Regions from separate parts of the Sus scrofa genome. Here regions 2 and 3 are each linked to region 1. A link is a contact called in public HiChIP or PLAC-seq data. All regions are on one chromosome and are shown on one strand. The core of a region is the stretch at or near the end of the contact, and the rest is flanking DNA. Distances in the headings are between cores, read along the strand shown. Region 1 overlaps NFE2L3 (nuclear factor erythroid 2-related factor 3). Region 2 has its middle 81 kb from the start of SNX10. Region 3 overlaps SNX10 (sorting nexin-10).

Evidence for each region. HiChIP or PLAC-seq counts read pairs in DNA pulled down with a chosen protein or histone mark.
Region 2: a contact with region 1 is called in an H3K27ac HiChIP or PLAC-seq map of alveolar macrophages. The contact joins two enhancer-like sites. A contact is called at or near these places in 1 of 47 Hi-C or Micro-C datasets (epiblast stem cells) and 1 of 2 datasets of contacts at active chromatin or transcription factors (alveolar macrophages).
Region 3: a contact with region 1 is called in an H3K27ac HiChIP or PLAC-seq map of alveolar macrophages. The contact joins two enhancer-like sites. A contact is called at or near these places in 1 of 47 Hi-C or Micro-C datasets (epiblast stem cells) and 1 of 2 datasets of contacts at active chromatin or transcription factors (alveolar macrophages).

The regions. Positions count from the first base shown.
Region 1 is chr18:46,226,245-46,230,491 of Sscrofa11.1, reverse strand. NFE2L3 (nuclear factor erythroid 2-related factor 3) reads left to right here. Exons shown (of 4, transcript XM_003360190.4): 2 at 1,741-1,908. Among named protein-coding and RNA genes, the nearest start is that of NFE2L3, 22 kb to the left of the region's middle. Within about 2 kb of position 2,436, at least 6 of the 83 cell types and tissues checked have an H3K27ac peak or open chromatin away from gene starts, as enhancers often do. A contact at or near this core is called in alveolar macrophages, where this site is marked.
Region 2 is chr18:46,060,029-46,064,275 of Sscrofa11.1, reverse strand. No RefSeq gene overlaps it. Among named protein-coding and RNA genes, the nearest start is that of SNX10, 81 kb to the left of the region's middle. Within about 2 kb of position 2,420, at least 40 of the 83 cell types and tissues checked have an H3K27ac peak or open chromatin away from gene starts, as enhancers often do. A contact at or near this core is called in alveolar macrophages, where this site is marked.
Region 3 is chr18:46,079,086-46,083,332 of Sscrofa11.1, reverse strand. SNX10 (sorting nexin-10) reads left to right here. Exons shown (of 7, transcript XM_021079049.1): 3 at 3,954-4,040. Among named protein-coding and RNA genes, the nearest start is that of SNX10, 62 kb to the left of the region's middle. Within about 2 kb of position 1,717, at least 11 of the 83 cell types and tissues checked have an H3K27ac peak or open chromatin away from gene starts, as enhancers often do. A contact at or near this core is called in alveolar macrophages, where this site is marked.

The sequences.
Region 1 (4,247 bases), core at 1,187-3,686:
GGAGCTCTTTCGGAGCTGAGATTGATGTCAAGAGGGCGGCTGAGTTTGTCGTGGAGTTTGGTACAAGTGAACGGAGAAGCAGGTAAAACCAAGTGGGCCGCCAGCAGGTGGGGCGGCTGCCTTTTGCTGCTCTTGCTTTGACTTCCCGCCCTGCCTCTGGCATCTGTAGATTTCCATTTCTTCGACCTTCACTTAAAAAAAAGAAGAACATTTGTGTAGTTTTGTTAAAAAAAAAAAAAGCTACACAAATGTTCTTCGTCTTTTTAGGCCTGCACGCATGACATACGGAAGCTCCCAGGCTAGGGGTCGAATCAGAGCTGCAGCTGCCGGCCTACACCACAGCTCTGAGCGAGGCCGGGGATCAAACACGTCCTCATGGATGCTAGTCAGGTTCGTTAACTGCTGAGCCACTACGGGAACTCCCACATTTCTGAGGGGGGGGGGCGCGGCAGTGGTGCTGTCCTTGAGTTAGTCCAGTGTGTTTTGTTGCTAGAAGAGAGAAATTTAAAATAGGTTCTTTGAAAGAATTTAAGAGGCCTTGATGTTGTACTAGAAGAGGAAAATTATACATAGAGCGGATCAGACTATACAGTATATAATAAATGGTAACTATTTTGAGTGTTCAGAAGAATTCTCTAGCTTTTTAATTGTCTACTCAGTTAAAGGTGGAAAAATTCAAAACAGCAGAAAATGTCAGTGGAGGAGCTCCCGTCGTGGCTCAGAAACGAACCTGACTAGCATCCATGAAGATACAGGTTCCATCCCTGGCCTTGCTCAGTGGGTTAAGGATCTGGCATTGCCGTGAGCTGTGGTGTAGGTCAAAGACGTGGCTTGGATCTGGCGTTGCTGTGCCTCTGGTTTAGGCCAGTGGCTACAGCTCCGATTCAACCCCTAGCCTGGAAACCTCCATATGTTCCAGGTGCAGCCGTAAAAAGACAAAGAATATATATGCATATCAATAGAGTTAGTTTAAGCTTTATTATTAACGTGTGTATGTGTGTGTGTGTGTGTGTGTGTGTCTCTCTCTCTGTCTTTTTAGGGCTGCATCTGCGGCATATGGAGGTTCCCAGGCTAGGGGTCCAATTGGAGCTGCAGCTGCTGGCCTACGTCAGAGCCACTACCACAGCTCAAGGCAACGCTGAATCCTTAACCCACTGAGCGAGGCCAGGGATTGAACCCGAAACCTCATGGTTCCTAGTCAGATTCGTTTCTGCTGCACCACGATAGGAACTCCCCTTTAAGTGTATTTACTTTTTTTCCTATCAAGTACATATTTGTAAAAACCATCTTGCCCCAATCCATCCCATCTCTCAGGGAGAACTGTAATTAATATATTGTCATAATACTTTCCAGGTTTTTCTACATATATTTGATCACTGCTTCTAACTTTTTTAGCTTTCTCTGGAAAATAGATCAACTAACTAAATACTGCCTGCTTGCAACATTGATTTCATAATCTAGTCAAATTTGCTAGTATTTTAAAGTCAGGGGCTTTATAAATGCGTGTGATTTAAATTATCCAGATCAGAACAGCCTGACAGTGAGTTCTTTAAAAGGACAGGACACAAAACTGACCTTTGTTTCTGAATTAAATGTTTCTTTGACACAAATAATGAAATGCCAGTCTTAGCTTTTCGTGTGTGGGTTTTCATGCAGCAGTAAGTACAAAGCAGTTTTAAAGATTTGACTTGTTTGATGCCATACGGATTTCTACTTAGCACATTTTGGGGTGCTTTTTAGGAGAACGAGGGACTAAGAACTGCGGAACGTGGTTCCCAGCATGGGGAAAATGAGCGAAGAGCATCAGCCCAGAAGGAGAAATCACTACAACAGAAGACTGAAGATGAAAAGAAAACAGCAGAAAGACCTGCCTGGGAGGCCGAGAAGACCGCAGAATCTAGAAATGAGGTACGGATGTTGGACTATCCCAGCTATACCATTTTGACGTTAAGGTAGATTGTTACGGCTCTTGGTAGTTTGTATTGAGAAAATTGTCAAGTAAATCTGACATATGAAAATATATATTTTAAAAAATTGGGGATGTGGTTGTTTGGTTTACACAGGAATTGCCCACAGAATGTTATATCTAGTTATACTCAGGTTTTGTATGTCTGGTTCAACTCGAAAACTTAACCCAGGAATTTGCTAGTAGATTTTGCTGTGTTTACAAGGAATAAAGAGAGAAGTCTCAACCAGCCACGTTGGCCAGGTCTGGGAAAGTAAGCTGGGGGACCCCATAGGCAAATCCCCCTCAATCCGACTGGGACCTGGGCTTAAATCTCCTGGTGTGCCATGCTGAATGGGCATCCAGGAGCCAACTCCGGCCAGGCCAAGTAGGAGACCTCATCGGCTCCTCTGTGTCTAACCACACTCATCTGCAATGCGAAGAGTATGGAAAGAGGAACTCCAGGTGCCAGGCCGAAGGGATGGCTTCTTCCTGCAGCCTGGCCTTCCTCCCTTCTTTCACTGGGGACGTAGTCTGCACTCTGCTCTGCCTGCTGAGTCCTAAGCCACAGGCCTGGCAAACAGTGCTCCACATGGGTCTAGAGGTTCCGAGACTTAACTGCTTGGCACTTTGCCTGGAAAGTGACACCCGTGCAGGTCTTGCTTGATGGTTCCCTCAGCCCTGACTTGCCCCAAGTGGCATTTGGGGCTGTGTCTTAAACACCCTTGAAGGACAGAGTACCATGCCTTGGCCCTCTCAGGCCATCGTCACTGTAGCCTTGACTGTGCAACGTCTCTGCTGCTTTTGCCCAACCACCTCCGCCGCCCCAGCCGGCCTGTTCTAACCTGTTCTGAGGAACTCGTTCTTCCCTACATGTTGGGTGAAATCTGGGACAGGCCCTATGACTTAAAATCTAGCAGTTGATACATAGCCAGTTTAATTCTCAAAAGCTCTGAAGTGCAACTTCTCACCTCCTGTCCCTGCTGCAGCCTCAAAGCCTGGCCTGGCTGCGTGGAAAAGGGTGTGTGAGGCCAGCTTCTCAGTTTTCCCACCTCTTCCTCCCTTGCTTGTCTTTGGGCCGAGGGTGCGGTGGGTGGCAAGGGCTCGGGAAAGGTGTTCCTTGGCTGGTGCCAGTCTGAAACTGGTTTCAAAACTGCTTATTTGTTGAGTAGGCACTTTCATTTCGTGTGTTCTTTGGAGCCCGCCACCACACAGCTGGGAGTCTTTCACCTGCCCTTGTCTTCACAAAGACACCTCCAGGTGGCCTCTCAACCCTGTGCTGGTCCTGGAAACCTGCATCTCACCTCTGTCAGTTCAGTCACTTCTCTACGTGCAGCCCTTGCTTGGTCTTTTGCTCTTTATATTTTTCAGGCAAGCTCTGGATGCTCATCTGCTGTATCCCCTAAACAAATCATACTGCTTTTTTTCTTTGTCTTTTTAGGGCCGTGCCCGTGGCATATAGAAGTTCCCAGGCTGAGGGTCTGAGGGCCTACACCACAGCCACACCACCAGATCCAAGCTGCATCTGAGATTTACGCCACATCTCATGGTAACACTGGATCCTGAACCCACTGAGCAATGCCACGGATCGAACCCACATCCTCATGGATACTAGTTGGGTTTGTTACCGCTGAGCCATGACGGAAACTCCCAACTGGCATTTATTTCCGTTCTCTCAGGTGACAACCCTGGAAGAATACCTAGGATGACCTGACATAATTTGCTTCTTTCTAGCCCCACCACCAGCCTGGACTTAGACCGCTGGCTGTTAAAGATTAAATACACAGTACATATAGGTTAACTCATTCTTTCTTCCCCTACAGACAAGTTCAGCTTATATATTGTTTCATTTTTTAAGGAACAATAAATGTGTCCACCATATTCTTTGACTACTCCTAGACATCTGTGTTCAAAATGCAATGAATTCTTGACTCAAAATAGAACTTTGTACTTTATGTGAAGATTTAGGAAAGAGGGTGGCTGCTGTCTACAGTTAAAGCACAAGGCACAGGCCCGTGAGTTTCTGAAGAGAAAGAAACGAATGAGAGGGTTTTCTGTTAACAGAGGGGAGGGCAAATTTAAGGGGAACACCAAGGAAGAGAGAGGCCCCCATGACTAGCAACTACCTGAAGCCAACACTCTCAGGGCGGAAAGGAACCTGGGGGAAAATACAGCTCAGTAAAGACCTGGAACTGGTGAGAGGTCTCTGAGAAACTGTTACACCTTCCTCGTGCCCATCTCTTGCCTCTGTCTGCTGTGAAACCAGCCATCGGGCTGGGTTGCTGGGGGTTATTCTGCTCCT
Region 2 (4,247 bases), core at 1,171-3,670, 170 kb after region 1:
AGCTTTCTTGAGAAAAAGAAAACAATTACTTGAATAACTAAATAGAATAGATGTTATTTAAGTCTTTTAAATGTAACTTAAAGAATCCTCATCTTGGATGCTTTATGATTTACATACAGCAAAACTGGCTATTTCCCTGGCTGACTCTGCAAGGGCAAGACTATTCACCTATAAAGCTAGTTTATGTGTTCTTTTTGAGAACTGGTATCATATGTAAGCCAAAGGTGTCAACAATGAAAGCCAACAACCTGTTACTTAGGGCTTCTTTTAAGGTCTCACTTGAAAGAAAGTGATTTAAATTCTAGTGAAATTTTCCAGTTTTAAAAATTACTACAGAAAAACAGAAATGTTAGTCTTTAAGTAGTTATGTCCCTTAAGATAGTAAATACCTTGCAGGAGCTTTTCATGCTTAGTTCACATTTTACTGAATAATTAAATACAAACAAGTGATATGCAATAACTATTGTAAGGCAAAAGAATAAAATGTCTTTTATGGCTATTAAGAATTGAAACAAATTCATTTAGCTTAACTACAATTACCATTATATCCAACAGTAAATTGAATGTTGTTTTGAGTTCAGTTTATGGTTTTTTTTTTTTTTTTTTTCCCGTGCCTAAGGATTCATCATTTTTGAGCTACTGTGGTACAAAAAAAGGTTTTCAGTATTTCAGCTTTAAAGGAAGACCCTTTTCCAAGAAAGGCCTCTAAAATTTTAAGATAAAAACATAATAAGAATAAAGAGCTTATTCTATTTCTCAATAGTTTTCCTCTTAATATTTAAATCACTTAGTAGGTATCCTCTGAGTACAATGCAGCATCTTTCGATGGAGGATACAATCTATTTCAATACAGTTTTCTGCTTTTGTTGGGATTGTAGACATTTATTTTATATATATATATACACACACACACATTTTCAAATACAAAAAGCTGTCTGAAATTAATTACTGCAATCTGACATTCAAAGCATAGATACAATTCTCTTTGCACATAAAGGTCATAAGACATGAATACATTTTTAGTGGAATGGAGTTCAGAAATCTTAGGATGTAAATAAACAATAATTTCTTTAAATTTGAAATATTTACAAAGGATTTTGGCTCTCTTCTTTGCCGTATGCATCTCACAAACGAGTCACCATTGTCCCTTTTAAGTCAGACACAATTGCTCTTCACTCTTGCTGGAAACTTTTCTAGATCATTGTTATGAACAGTGCATTGGACACTAATTTATTTTAGCTGCGCAAACTCTGGTAGTTAATGACCCTTTTCTCTTTCTCCACAATTCCAAAGAGTTCTTTTCAAAAGATAGAGAGGAAACGAGAAAAAAAAAAAATTAAGCTACGATTTTCCGCTGCATTTAAACTCTGGTCTAAAGACACTATGCAAATGGTTTATGCTAAAGAGGAAAATACCCTTTCTCCCCCGACGAGAAGTGTAGATGCATCCAAAACCCCACACCGCTTGTCTTTGCTGCAAGAGGCACAGCACGGGCATAACTTGTGGTTGTGTTTTTGCTGCTTTCTTACCTCTGGGCCTTCTTTATAGCTCTGCCCCCCCACCCCACCGGCGGCGGCGCTCCCGCGGCGGCACCCGGGCCGCCTGTTGGCTGCGGCGCCCGGCCGGCTCGCGCACACTCCCCGCGCCGCGGCCCGCACACGCGCGCTCCCGCCGCCTCCCGCCTGGGCCGCTCTGCCCGCGGCGGCGGCGGCGGCGGCGGCGACTGGGTGGCAGGTAGAGAGCCAGCCGGCCTCGGTTCGGTAACCCATGGCAACCGCCCTGGTAACCCATAGCAACTGCGCGGCGGAAAGAAAGGAGGGGGAAAAAAAGGGTAGGGGGGCGGCGGGTGGTGAGTGGGAACAACAACCGCAAAGAGGCACGATTTACAGCACCGACCTGCAGCGCCCCCTCCCCTGCCCACCTGCCTCCAACGTGGGCACCGCGAGGCCCCCTTCCCAACGTTAGAATGACAGCTTGGCGGCTGGAGAAAAAAATAAAAAATAATATGCAGAAGAGCCTGGGGGGGCGGTTGATTTTGGTGCGGGGGAGGGGAGCTTTGAATACCGATGACCCCCAGGGCCTTCGAGTTCACGGAGCCAGCCCCGCCGCTCGGTTGGGTTTCGGGCTTGGGCTGGGTCAGGGAGGCGGGTCCGGAACCCGGGGGGCTGCGGCGCCGGTTCCCAGTCTAGGGCTGGACCCGAGTCTTTGTTCTGTAGATGCTCGCGCGGCGCCGCGGCCCCAGCTCCGCCGCCCGGCCCGGGAGGGGTCGACGAGGAGCCGCAGGCCAGGGTGTGGCCGAGGCCTGGAGGGGCCCGGGAGCGCGTTCCGAAAGTTTCATCTGGGCACGCACCTCACACCCTAGCTGGCTCCTCTAGTCTCCCTGAAACCCGCGGGTGGGCGCGCCATCGTGTCAATCTCCACGCCGCCCCTTCCGGGGAGGGAGAGGACAGATGCGCCAGGTGGCGGGGCTGGGTCGCTGGGGAAGAAGCGCGTGCCTCTGGGTCCAGAAACGGCCCTGGGTCAGGTTTTAATGTGTGTTTGTGTGTACGTAGGGGCGGGGGGTGGTGGGGAGGAGTACGTGCGGGAAGAGACAAGTCCCCCACCCGGTTAGGCCGAGCTTTCTTTACCCTAGAAACAGGCTCGCAGCCGGTGGCAGACCCCTTGCAAGGCCGCCGGCGGACAGAGGGGGGCGCTGCCGGGCCAGCACGGTGGCTGCGGCAGTCGGCGGGGGACCGCGCCGCATCTGGGGTCTGGCTAGCTGTCTGCGTGGTGGCGAGGTGGTAGGGCTCCCAAGTGGAAAGAACCCACGCCAGTCGGTGCTTGGGAACATAGCTGCTCGTTTGTGTATTCGAAGAACACCCATCCCTCAATTAAGGTGATGCAGGCAACACAACCAGAACGGGTTTCATTCGATACAGAACACCTAGGTAGATAAAAGGTCCACTCCACCGGAAAATGTAGTGGGATGGAGAGAGATTGCATAGGAATCTGGACTCCTGTAGTTCTAAATCCAGATCTAACTGGTTGTGATTCCAGGTGCATTTTGATGTCTTAAGAAGATTAAGCCCCAGGTAATTTCTGAAGTCCTTGGAGATCTTAATCATGATTTATTCTCCCTCTGTAGGTGTGTGCCAGTTAGAAATACAAATAGCAACGTCCTCCGCAAAGACCTGCACAAGTATAACACTGCACACATTTGTGCCATACATATTCCTGAAAAGGTGATTAGGTTAACAGTGGGGTTTATATATCTAATAATTTTTTTTACTAGTAGAAAGAGAAACTGGCTATGTAAAGAATCTGCATGTAATCTTTTCATAAAGGAATCTTCCGAATATATATTTGTGTTGCCACAGATCTCAGGGAAACTTGGTTTATTTTACAAACATGCACGTTCTGGGCTCTGCTGCCTCCTGGGTACCAGGTACAAAGGAGACTGCAAACTGGGTATTAGACCTGGGTAAACTGTAAAAGATAGCTTGCTTGCCCTGGGATCCATTCAGTACAATCCCAGCCCTCTGCATAGTGGTGTACTGGGAGCCCTGTGCTGTAATTTAATTTTTTTTTTAACAAAAGCAATTACAGAAAAGTGCAAATTTAACGTGTGACATTTAACATTTTGCCGTGGCAGGCAGCCTCCACTTAAATGGGGCCTTTCTGCAGAACAACAGGAGCCAAAAGGCCTTGTGTCATGGAGTAATGTAAGACACAATCTGGGCTGCAAACGCACAATGAATCGGGGAGGATTTATGTAATTAATTGACCAGTCTTAACCTGTTATCGTGATGTAAGGAATTTGGAACTCATTAATTTGGGCTCTGACAGATTTCATATTAGAGCTGGCAAATATGGATTGAGCCTCTTATTCTTGTAGCAGCTGGAATTTCCATGACAGTGAGGATTAGTGAAGAAGACCTATTGCTGGAGTCAAACTGCCTCTTTGTAATCAGTAGCCCTACTTTGAATTAAAAGGAAAATGAAAAAAAAAAAAAAAAAAAAAAAAAAGGGAAAAAGCCTATTACCTGGCTGAAGGACTGGAAGGGGCTGGTGCTCATTCTGCTGGTATGTGTATTGAGCTCAAGCATCTGCAGTTGAATGAAAACATTAATTTTAATCATAAAGTTAGGTGGTTTCTCAAGCACCTTGAGAGAATGAGAAGGTAGAAGGATCTCAGGGTCAGGTGTGGTATTGTTGTCAGTTACAAGGGATGAAAAGACCGAGCCTTTGAATTGCCTCTCTGAATTGCC
Region 3 (4,247 bases), core at 468-2,967, 150 kb after region 1:
AGTTAAAGATTTTCAGGATTGAAAACCTATTTGGAGTGTTAGCACCATAGTTCATTTTGAGCGAGCATTTGAACTGTATTGCTGTGTTCTTAGAAGACTTTTCTTCCCCAGCATGGCTTTAGAATATGCACGTAAAGATGAGAGGAAATGAGTAATAATAACGGTAGAATCTGAGAATCCCAACCCATTGAGACGAGGAAAATAGATCCTTTACTGTAATTTGTCATTATGCTGTCCATTCCTTTAACAAATATCATGAGGGGCCCTCCTCCAAGCAAGTTCTGTGAAATCCTTAGGCTATTCGGTGTTAGAGTGTTTGCTGCTGGGTTCTTAAACCAATATGTTTGTACTTAAAAAAGATATGCAGGGAGTTCCCTTTGTCCCTCAGCAGTTAAAAGAACCTGACTAGGATCCATGAGGATGCGTGTTCGATCCCTGGCCTCACTCAGTGGGTTAAGGATCCGGTATTGCCATAAGCTGTGGTGTAGGCCAGCAGCTGTAGCTCCAATTCCACCCCTAGCCTGGGAACTTCCATATGCCTCAAGTTCAGCCCTAAAAAGCAAGAAAAAAAAAAAAAAGATATGCAGCTGCTTTAGTTTTTCTGACTTGCTTATCGCCAGTGTCTGTGGGAAGCCCTCTGTGCTGTGCATTTTATTATAAGCGTTTTCTTTTCTGTGTAATGATACCTGACATTCATGTAGCACTTAATGAAAATTTTCCCGGTGCTTTCACAGGTAGGTGAGAATTCAGTCCTCCCAGTGAACAGCTGAGCAAGGTTGGACAGGCATCATTTCTATTTTCCTGGTATAGAAACAGGCTCAGTGAATAAGTTCATAATTTAGGAAGTAGGTCAGCAAGAATTCACCCCTGGTCTTGTGATCATAAATCCAGTCCTCTGTCTATGAAAAGGGACGTGTTACTCAATGTTCCTATGTTAGTAGTTGGGCAATAGCGAACAGATGGGGGCAGGGAGTTCTGATTTTTTTTTTTTTTTGAGAACCATTTGTCATTGCTGCCATCATCGATTAATACTATGTTGAGTGGTCAAGGGGTCTGTGATGCTGTAGTAACTGTGGACTTTATAATTTTAGTTTAGAAACCCTGTTTTAAGTTCGAGGTGGGGTTATATTTTAATTAAAAATTTTTATTATAGTTTATTTGCACTGTTCTGTCAATTTCTGCTAACCCAGTTTATATATATATATATACACACACACACACACATACACACATATTCTTTTTCTCACATTATCCTCCATCATGTTCCATCACAAGATACAGTTGTCTGTGCTACACAGCAGGATCTCATTGCTTATCCACTCCAAATGCATAGTTTGCATCTGTAACCCCAGACTCCCAGTCTACCCCACTCCCTCCCCATTGACAGCCACAAGTCTGTTCTCCATGTCCAGGAGTGTCTTTTCTGTCTGTCTGTCTCTCTCTCTTTTTTTAATGACAGCTTTGCAGCACCTTGGCAAGTGTGTTTTTTGTCTCTTCCTTTTGGTTTAACCTGGGCGAAGGTCTGCTGTTTCGGTAACAGGTGCATGTCTTTTGCTGTGGATATGGAACGTGGAGCTGTGGAAATATTTAATCTCCCTTGTGGGATCTTCAAGAACGTCTGCCTCCCCAGTGGAAAAGTGGAGCTGCCAACACCCTGTGAGGGAGTGTGGCTTACATGTGACCTGATGACTAGCAGCCTCTCCCTTCAGCTGGCTCGACGGGGGCAGCATGACCTTGTCAGCCCTCGTCAGCGTTCTGCCAGGCCCTGAGTGTGGAGGGGCACCAGGGGTGTTCGATAGGGTCTACCCTGGACTCTGGTCTTCTCTCCTCTCCCTAATTTGTCCTTCTATGGGTGTATGAAAAGCATTCCCAGAAAATGAGGTACCCCCCACCCCCACCCCCCGCAAGAGACCGAGGTGAAATGTGTACTAAGGGCAGGAGGCCTGGGTTCTGTTTCATTCCATTTCTAGGCAGGATCTACTCTATCCTGACCCAATCACATTATATGCAATGAAGGGTTCTAATTAACAATTGTTTTTATAACCCCCTTATTTATTTATATATTTACCTATTTATTTATTTTCAGGGCCACACCTGTGGCGTATGGAAGTTCCTAGGCTAGGGGTCGAATCAGAGCTGCAGCTGCCTGCCTGCAGCACAGCAGTGCCAGATCTGAGCCACATCTGCGCCCTACGCCACACCTCGAGGCAGTGCCGGATCCTCAACCCACTGAGTGAGGCCAGGGATGGAACCCGCATCCTCATGGTTACTAGTCAGGTTCTTAACCTACTGAGCTACAATGAGAACTCCCCTCTTATAATTTAGAATGTGCTTTTAGGAAATAATGGCCAAAACATTTAGAGCATTGCTATATTGTTGTCTTGTTTTTATTGTCTGTCTTCTCTGTGACTTTAAAAATACACAATGAAAAGATTTTAAAATAAGTCTCTTTGAAACATTAAGTCATAATGCCTGGATATGTACCGAGGGCAGGCAGGCAGGCAGTGGAACAGAAGTCTCTAGTGCGAGAACCAAGTGTCACCTTAGAAGGTGAGACTTGGTAGGTGGCAAAAGCTATTTAAAGGAATGTGGATGACTTTTCTCCTTTTCTCTTAGTCCTCTGTTCTGAAATATTTTATTATCTGCATAACAGAATGGAGGCGTTCTGTCCAGAAAACCCCATAACCTTTCTTCCCCTTCTGCCCTAGAGCATTGATGGCCTACTTCTCGGATGTGTCAAAACAAAGCAGTAAGAAATGTCTAAAATTTCAGCCGTGAAGCTTCCCCCCAATAAAAAATTAAAATATTTAAAATGAAATTCAGTTAACAGAGTTATAATCACCAAGTGAATAAATGATACTTTTAAAGTTTGTTGTGCCAAACAGAACTATTTTTGTTGTACCTTTTCCTATGTTAAAACTAAGCTAACTTAGTGAAGAGCATGTTTTTAAAGTATTGTGTTTTAAATTTTACCCCTATTTCCTGTTCTTATTATCTCTAAAAAGGAACAACATGATCTACTGGGTCGGTTTTTTTTTTTTTTTTTTTTTTTTTTTTGTCTCTTTAGGGCCATACCCACAGTATATGGAGGTTCCTAGGCTAGGGGTCGAATTGGAGCCTTCGCCGCCAGCCTACACCACAGCCACAGCAACTCCAGATCCAAGCTGTCTCTGTGACCCACACCACAGCTTGCGACAATGCCAGATCCTTTAACCACTGAGCAAGCCCAGGCATCAAACCTGCATCCTTCTGGATACCAGTTGGGTTCTTAACCCTCTGAGCCACAAGGGGAACTCCTCCTGTGCATTTTTTCTTAACTTCTCTTTTACCTCTATCATGAGGTTGCTGTGAAGCTGAAACGCTTTACTGCAAAGGAAAGTATATTTCCAACTAGAAAAGAGTGTCAAAGGTGCTCGTCTTTCTAGAGCCGAGTTCGTCTCAGGAGGCCGGGTGCACGTACAAGTCCTTTCAGCTCTCAGCGCTGCTTGTCACAGGACCTTTGCCAGTCTCGGTGGTTTGTGTTCTAGCCAGTGATTTATCAGGCAGGGCCTATAATTTTAACTCAGAGACGCGAAGAAAGGAAGAAGTGACTGCTTTTAAAACTTGGGGAAAATGTGAACCTATTTTTCATAATTAAAAATGAAAAACACAAAAAGTTAAAATCCGTTTGGGAGTCACCTTTCTCGTTATCTTCCCATCTCACCTATGAAACCATCCCGAAGGGCACCCCGTTCCCTTTTGCCTTGTTGTAAAAATTCCATTTGTGGCAACAGTGTTGGACTTCCTGTGGTGCTTGATTCATTAACTTTACTTCTTGTTTTTTTTTTTTTTTTTAAGAGTACAGCCGCGTTGGTTAAAGGTCTTTTCAGTTTTGGTCTTGCCAGCCATTTCTCTCAGCTTTTCCTAGCTCCGTTTGTGATCCTGAAACACATTTCTTTGTGATGCCCTTACAGGAATTTGTAAGTGTCTGGGTTCGAGACCCTAGGATTCAGAAGGAGGACTTCTGGCATTCTTATATTGACTATGAGATATGTATTCATGTAAGTATGCCATTAATAATTCATGGAAATCATTGTAATTCTTAGGTACGTTTGATGCGATACTATGATAGACATTTCTAAAATTTTTTTCTAATTCAAAGAACTGAATTTGAACGATCACACTGCTTGTCACTTAACTGAAGTAGTTCGATGGCTCTTAAGTTAAAAAAATGAACTTCTTTGAATTCCTTATTGTACCTTTGTTAA